Linked DNA regions of Sus scrofa: region 1 is linked to region 2. Evidence: chromatin contacts called from public Hi-C data. All regions are on one chromosome and are shown on one strand. Each heading gives the region's core, a stretch centred on a gene start, on an enhancer-like site or on the middle of the called end of the contact. The rest is flanking DNA. Distances are from core to core; before and after follow the strand shown.

The links. A called contact is a pair of places that touch in the nucleus more often than the background predicts.
Region 1: a Hi-C map of liver shows a contact between it and region 2, with 3 times the contacts expected there. The contact joins two enhancer-like sites. A contact is called at or near these places in 7 of 47 Hi-C or Micro-C datasets (adipocytes, embryonic fibroblasts, fibroblasts and 2 more).

Annotation. Positions count from the first base shown.
Region 1 is chr15:117,711,128-117,715,233 of Sscrofa11.1, reverse strand. FN1 (fibronectin) reads left to right here. Exons shown (of 50, transcript XM_003133642.5): 15 at 1,263-1,406. Among named protein-coding and RNA genes, the nearest start is that of FN1, 24 kb to the left of the region's middle. Within about 2 kb of position 1,878, at least 5 of the 83 cell types and tissues checked have an H3K27ac peak or open chromatin away from gene starts, as enhancers often do. A contact at or near this core is called in liver, where this site is marked.
Region 2 is chr15:117,665,931-117,669,959 of Sscrofa11.1, reverse strand. It overlaps FN1 (fibronectin), which reads left to right. Exons shown (of 50, transcript XM_003133642.5): 44 at 382-848; 45 at 1,788-1,926. Among named protein-coding and RNA genes, the nearest start is that of ATIC, 50 kb to the right of the region's middle. Within about 2 kb of position 1,664, at least 3 of the 83 cell types and tissues checked have an H3K27ac peak or open chromatin away from gene starts, as enhancers often do. A contact at or near this core is called in liver, where this site is marked.

The DNA of each region.
Region 1 (4,106 bases), core at 629-3,128, 45 kb before region 2:
AGACTTTGATCATGGCTTGCAGAGAGCTTGGCAAAGCCTTTTCTCTAATCATGAACCAATATATAATCTCAATAGTGGTAGTCATCTATTTTTGCTGAATTTGGGAACAAATGGTTTATTTTAATTGAATGGAATTCACGTTTTTGTTTTGAATCATGAAGATAGTTCTTGTTTGAGAGAGAACTTTCCTTTGCTGACTGTGCAATAACCTTGGCAAATGATTATGCCAGTAAATGCCTCCCTCCAAATACTTTATTTTTCTTGGCTGCCCTTTATAATAGATCTAAGCAATCGATGAAGTTTGAGCCTTAAAAGAGCTGTGTTACCTACTTTAGGTAATCCATTAATATTCCTTTACTCAGAGAGACATGTTCTCACTAAGAAAACAGGCTGATCATGAGTTCCCGTCGTGGCACAGTGGAAATGAATCCGACTAGGAACCATGAGGTTGTGGGTTCAATCCCTGGCCTCGCTCAGTGGGTTAAGGATCCGGCATTGCCCTGAGCTGTGGTGTAGGTCGAAGACGACGTAGCTCGGATCTGACGTTGCTGGGGCTGTGGTGTAGGCCTGTGGCTACAGCTCCAATTAGACCCCTAGCCTGGGAACCTCCATAAGCCACGGGTGCGGCCCTAAAAAGACAAAAAAAAAAAAAAAAAGAAAAAGAAAACCAGCTGATCAGATGAGTGTGACCTGAAATTACCAAAGCTGAGAGAGAAGCCTGGGGGGTTTTCTTTCTTTCTTAGAAGCTACTCAGCAAGTATTCATTATTTGAAACCTAGCTCATTCATTTATATGTAAAATTAAGTCCTCCACATTTTAAAGATGTGTATAAAGTGATATTTTATCCTTGCTATTCAAATGGTAAATCAGTTGCATTAAAAAGGGTAAAATAGAATACCTAATTTAATTTCCTATAATTAATAATGTCAATATATACTGCAATCTAAACTTAACATTTTCCTTTAGAAATGTTTTCCTTTGAGAAAGTCAAATATTCCTCCCAAGGGGTACTTTAAAACATTTCATTGGGAAGAATAGACACTGTTTAGTAAGGTAAAAAGATATGAACAAAATATTTTTTAACTACACTTTTTTTAATATTTTAATTTTTTATTATAGTTGATTTACAGTTAACTGCATATATTTGTAAGAACAGTTGCAAGTTTTTATTAAAAATAAGAATATGTGCTCCAGCACACTAGAATTAAATGTGTAGCTTTAAGTCTTCAAGGCTGCTTATCTTTTACTTGTATATATTTTAGACCAATGCCAGGATTCGGAAACCCGCACCTTTTATCAAATTGGAGACTCATGGGAGAAGTATGTGCATGGGGTCAGGTACCAGTGCTACTGCTATGGCCGAGGCATTGGAGAGTGGCACTGCCAACCCTTACAGACCTATCCAGGTAAGTAGTAGCTCTATTATTGCAAATCGAAAAGTGTTGACTGAGTTATAAAAACAGGGCAGGGAGTTCATGTTGTGGTACAGCAGAAACAAATGACTAGTATCCATGAGGATGCAGGTTCGATCCCTGGCCTTGCTCAGTGGGTTGGGGATCTGGCAGAGCCAGGAGCTGCAGATCCCGAGTTGCTCTGACTGTAGTGTAGGCCGGCAGCTGTAGCTCCAATTCGACCCTTAGCCTGGGACCTTCCATATGCCGTGTGGCGGCCATAAAAAAACAATAATAATCATCATAATAAAAACAGGGCAGCATCAGTGTTTATTAATGCTCTGTGTGTGCATTGGTATCTCCTCCCTTTCCTATCCTTTTCTCATATCACTGAGAAATTACATGAAATACAGCATAAGGTAGGTGTTCGCTCAACATTTCATGCAGGCCCTCTTTGTGCTAAAATGGCCATATGTTTGATCAATAGGAGTCGGGAACAAAGTACCCTGGGTCAAGAGTTGAGTAACTTGGTCAATTCTCTGCCCACACAGTTCAAATACTCGAGAATGTTTATTGCCGGGTTTTTTTTAGGTCACGGAACATAATGTCTAGCTGGAGGTACTATTCATTTTAGAAAAAAAGTTTTTGCATTTAAGTTTGGCTGGTTAGTTACAATAAGATGGGTAGAATTATGAAACTCTAACTTTTAGGCATTAGTTATCTGAGCAATTACTGAGGTCAAAGCCTCCTGGACCTCTGAATCTGCTATGACGGAAATCAAGATTAAGTCCCTCCTTCCCTAAGTGATAAGAGATTCACTATCAAAGGGAACAAGATATGGACCAACAGGGCCCACAGCAGTGTTTATCAAGACATGAGTTCCAGTTCTGTACATGCTGCTACAGAGATTCAGGTCAAGCTTCACTAATTATTTCCTTCTCTGAAAATGGGAGATGGTAGTTGATTACCTTTAAAGTTCCTTCCAGCAGTAACAAACTAACAATCTGGCATCCTAAATACCAACTACCCAGATACCCTTTCTGAACTTTGAAGAGACCCTCCTTTCCCCAGCCCTCAGACACTGCCTGGGCCACAGAAGATGACTCTGCTTTAACAGGTTCATGGTACAGGTTGACCTGGCGCTTAAATTGTATTTCATGGTGGATTTGAGTATAAAAATCACTTAAAATAATTTTTCATTTAATAATTTTAAAAAATCTGATTGCAGAAAGTATATAGTTGAGGTTTTTTTTCTTTAAGGATGCTTCCAAAGGATAGATACCTCTAAAGAAATCCCCTCTAGCGTCTATGTTAATGGCTGTTATTGATGTAGTGTTGGTTTTAAGAGATCTCAATGAATTAGAGAGAACTTCTTTTTCTCTCTCTTTTAAGGTAAGCCTGTTCATGTAGCTGCTTGCTGGCAGCCTTTCGGTAGACATGCCAGAGATGAAATGAAATGCAGATGGGGGGGAGTCCTTCTGTGTTGGAGTTATCTAGGTTGACCTTGTTCCTACTCCTTTAAAAGGGTAACAGTAAAGCCCTTTGAGCAGAGAGGAACTTTAGGGGAGAGGAAATTGGCCTCCATAGGCAGTCTGATACTTATCTGTAAGTTTGGTTTGCTCAATGGCTGCTGCCTAGCTTGTGAGGCTTTAAGAGTAAAAGAGTGACAAAGAACAGAATACCAATAGGTCATCTCTGAGCCTTGCCCTGTTTGTTCCTCCAACAGAGGACCTGATGGAGTTGTTCAAACTAACTGAAGATAAGAGGCATTTGGTTTGTCAATAAACAACTAGGAAAGCATAGATCTCAGCAAACTAAATAAAAAAAAAAAAAAAAAAAGGACTGAGTCACAAACTCATAAATGTTTAACTTCTCCAGGGTCACCATTACTGGAAATTAGTTATTTGGGCCTTATTTCCAACAGGTCTTAAAAATATAGACATTGTATTATATCTTTACTTAACTGTTATTGTTAGTCTCATCATTTTGAATAAGAGGAATAAAGTTTTCACAATGGTGAATCATTGCTCTCAGGTTATTTTAAAAAGTCTTACCAACTAACCAATATGAAAATGATTATTAAGATTTTGAATCTAGGTGCTCCTGTCGTGGCTCAGTGGAAATGAATCTGACTAGAATCCATGAGGACACAGGTTTGATCCCTGGCCTCGATCACTGGGTTAAGGATCCAGCATTGCCATGAGCTGTAGTGTAGGTCACAGATGTGACTCAGATCCCACGTTGCTGTGGCTATGGCACAGGCCAACAGCTGTAGCTCCAATTCAACCCCTATCCTGGGAATTTCCGTATGCTGCAGGTGCAGCCCTAAAAAGACCAAAAAAAAAAAAAAAAAAAAAAAAAAAAAGATTTTGAATCTAAATAATGTAAGTGATATCATTTCAGATTTCTTGTCTTTAAATCACATGTAGCAAAAGCAAAGTGGGATGATAGTTGAGATTTAATTGACCTTACAAATAATGGTCACAGTTTCTTTACTTTCTGGACAAAAATATGCTACATGCGCAACATCCCCACGGCTGTTTAGTGCACTTCTCTTAAAGATGAGCTAGGGCTCAAGACTACAATTGAAAACATAGGATTTCAAGCCAGCACTTGAAGTTTTAGACAGAAGAAAAGCTTCTGTAGTTTCTATTACTGAGTAAATACCGCTAAGTCACCTGTTTCTTTTCCTCTCCTCTCCTTTACTATCCTCGT
Region 2 (4,029 bases), core at 415-2,914:
AGATGATGATATAATTAATCTGGTTTCTAGTCCTTATGACAGGATTCTCAAGTGAAAAAGAGAAAAAAAGGTCACACATTTCGGTTCTGTTGGGCTTAATTTGAGCAGAGGCAGCTTCTACGGGGCTCAGTGTTTCAAAGCTTTGTATGATAAATTCATACTAACACTTTTTTCTTTCTAAACTGTAAAGAAACCTTTGAGAAAAATCAGAAAGGTTTCTTTCTGGAAAAAAGTGTTTTGTGATCTAAGAGCTGCTCATTTTCCAGGGGCTTTGATCAGATTGATAAATAGTCGTTGTTGCCTGAATTGAGAATGATTACTGCTGCTACTTCTGGGAGCTTAACCCGCTTTGCTTTTTTGGCTCTAACCTCTCTTGGCTAGATGAGCTTCCCCAACTGGTAACCCTTCCACACCCCAATCTTCATGGACCAGAGATCTTGGATGTTCCCTCCACAGTTCAAAAGACCCCTTTCGTCACCAAACCCGGGTATGACACTGGAAACGGTATTCAGCTTCCTGGCACTTCTGGTCAGCAGCCCAGTCTTGGGCAACAAATGATCTTTGAGGAGCATGGTTTTAGGAGAACCACACCGCCCACAACGGCCACCCCCGTAAGGCATAGGCCAGGACCGTATACGCCGAATGTAAATGAGGAGATCCAAGTTGGTCATGTCCCCAGGGGAGACGTAGACCATCACCTCTACCCTCACGTTCTGGGACTCAATCCAAATGCTTCTACAGGACAAGAAGCTCTCTCTCAGACAACCATCTCATGGACCCCATTCCAGGAAAGCTCTGAATATATCATTTCATGTCATCCCGTGGGCATTGATGAAGAACCCTTGCAGGTAATTAACTTTCCTCTTCACTTCTGGGCAGGCTGGGAGAAAAGTGAGTCAGGCTACTGAAGTGACCAGAGCTCTGATGTCAAGTGGCCATACGTCGAGGCCCTCTTAGAAAGGTGGCGTGCTCAAGTCCTGATTTTTTTTTTTTTTTTTTAATCTCAGTATGGCTCTACTTTAGGGAATGTCCCCAAAAAGTGTCATTAGCCTTTGTTTAGTAAAGAGAAGAAAATCATTTTGACCAGTCTCAGTCATGGGAGGCAAATATATATACACCAAAAAAAAAAAAAAAAATGACTGTAGAAAAGAGAGAGAGATGTCAAAGGAGAAAGAACTTGGCTGAAGCTGTCCCTGTAGGTGATCGATTCTCTAAAACCTCCATTCTTTCATTTGTCTTGCCAATATCCATTTTTATTGTTTTCTTATTTTTAGAAAGTGGCAGAATTTTAAAAACTGATGACACTGTGGAAGATTTACAAGCTTCGACACATGAGTTTGAAGATATGCCACAGTGTTTAAAGGCCCCCATGTTGGGGCCAGATGCCACACACATATGCAGGATGAATGTATCTCCCACAGGGCGGGCAGAGCGTCCACGTCTATGAGGGGGAGGCATGGCCAGGGGTCCCAGTGGGCTTGGCCAGACCTGCATCTACAGCAGGATGAAGAGGAGGCTGAGTGTAGAATTAGTTGAGGGTTCATGGCAACTGTGGAGCACCGAGGGTAGATTTTTGGCAGGAAAATCTGGCAGGCAGAAAGGAGGGCCAGTCACTCCAGCTCCGTTTCTCTCTTTGGCTGGTTGGGACCTTTACACCCTCCACCTTTATTTGTCTCTCTTTGTTTAGTTTACACAGTTAAGGTCATTGACAAGAGAATAGGGAAAGTCATGGCGATTCCTCACCATATGCTTTTTCCCCCCCGCTTTGGATGTGCCAATAATTGCAGTTCCGAGTTCCTGGAACTTCTGCTAGTGCCACCTTGACGGGTCTCACCAGAGGTGCCACCTACAACATCATAGTGGAGGCACTAAAAGACCAGAAGAGGCACAAGATTCGGGAGGAGGTGGTTACTGTGGGCAATTCTGGTATGTGAATATCTGGGTTATCCAGGCACAGGCTCTGGACTACACCAGAGATGCTTCTTCAAGTGACTCTTCCTTTGTTGTTATTGTCTTTTTTTTTTTTTTTTTTTTGGCCCCACCCTCAGTATGTGAAAGTTCTCAGGCCAGGGATCGAACCTATGCTATTAGCAGTGACAATTCTGGATCCTTAACCCGCTGTGCCACAAGAGAACTCCCATTGCTGTCATCTTTTGACTTTGAAAAATTAATTCCGTGAAGTAAATGAGCAACTTTAAATTCAATAATTTCCCCCTCAAAGTATCCTAGTATCTTTGCATCTCCAGCATACATATATAGAGTCTCAGTGCTGTGATGATAAGCCTGGAAGGGATTTCAAATATTATTTAGTCCAACACTCTGAGTTCCGGCTAGTGAGCACCAGGCTTGATGCTGGACACAAGTCTCCTGATGTCTTTTCCCAGGCCCTCTTTATACCGTGTTGCTGTCCTCCTGAGTAACGTTTAAGTACTGAAAGTGGTTACCCGCGAGGAAAATTCCTTACCTGCAGACATTAGCGCCATCTGGGTTTTGTTCCTGATGTAAAATGCTACCAACATAGCCCATTTCCATCCAAAAAGCTCCCTTATCCAAATATAATTTCATGATTATATAGGTCTAAGAATGCAATCGAGGTTAAATGATCATTGACTTTTTCTTAAGCACCTGGAAAGTCCTTTTAAACCAGTCATATATCACATAGCTTTTCAAACTGCAGCAACTTAAGATTCACCAAGACACATGAGATAGGGAATAATTAAAATGATGAATCTTGAATCTTCCATCTGGAGGGTTCTCTATTTCACATCAGCAGAGAATGCTAAATTCTGCCTGCCAAGCAGCAGATTTTATTCCTGGGACCAGTTCCTTAACCGCGGCCTCCTTCCTCATTGATAGGTGACTGTGTTCTTTTACAAGTATAAATGCCTATGAATCAAGCAGTTGAGTTTGTTTGGGGGGGAGGAGGAGGGATCAGTTCGTGCTTATTGTGTTATATGTTCATGGTAATGCACATCTTTTGTTTTGTGTGGTTTTGCTAATAGAATGCCACGTGGAAGGGATTTTTCAAGAGCTCAAAGGTCTTTGTGCTTTTCCACATCGTTTTTTGTTTTCTATTTTTTGTTTGAGATGCCATCTCCAAAACTTTAGTCTCATGGAACTGTAATCCTTGGCTATTTTTAGGAGGGTTATTGAAACCCCTAGTAGCAATGTAAGTTCCTTCCATTTTTCTTCCCAACTCCTTATTCCCACCCGCAGTATTCTGCATTCTAGCCAGGTTCTCTTGGCTGTAAGACATTTCCAATGTCTTAGTTTCAACAAAACTCTATTTTCTTCCAGTATGATGCCTTTCAAAAGGTTAGGCACTTCAAATATCTATTGCTTTTGAGCTTTTGATTTTTGTCCTGTGAAAAGAAATATGCACAGTGATATTCAAAGTTATGGAAGTTAGTTCATTTAGTTTTTACAGAATAATTTGAAGCATGCTTTGTTGGCATAGATTATTGTAAAATAAGCTTTCCTAAAACATAAAGACCAGATCATAGGCAACATGAAGAGACTCCATTATTAGTAAGTTATTGATATGCCATTGCTTGCTCTTTTATGGAACCATTGGTTTTATTGATAAAGTAGTCCAACCATTATGACAATAATGTACAAAAATCTAGGCTTTTTACACTATTATGCAAAAAAATGCCACAAAAGTGACTATCATATAAATGTGATCACATTTTAATCCTTTATTTAAAAATGCTATGACTTTTGTATTAAAAGCAAAAGATGCCCTCTAATAATTATTTCTTATCTGGTGAGCACTTTTTAAGTGTTGTCAATAGACCAGTGCTTTGAATTCATGATCTCATGTAATCCTCACAAAGTCCCAAGCAAGTGGTGGAATTTTTTTTATCTCCACATTACAGATGAAGGAAATAAAGCAGAGAAATGTTAAATAACTAGCTTAGGGTCACTTAGATAATGATAAGAATTTCCAGCCTTTGTGTCCCATTAAAGTTCTTTTTTGGGGGATTGGAGAATGCAGCCTCTTAATGTGGCATCTCAGTTCGCAGACCA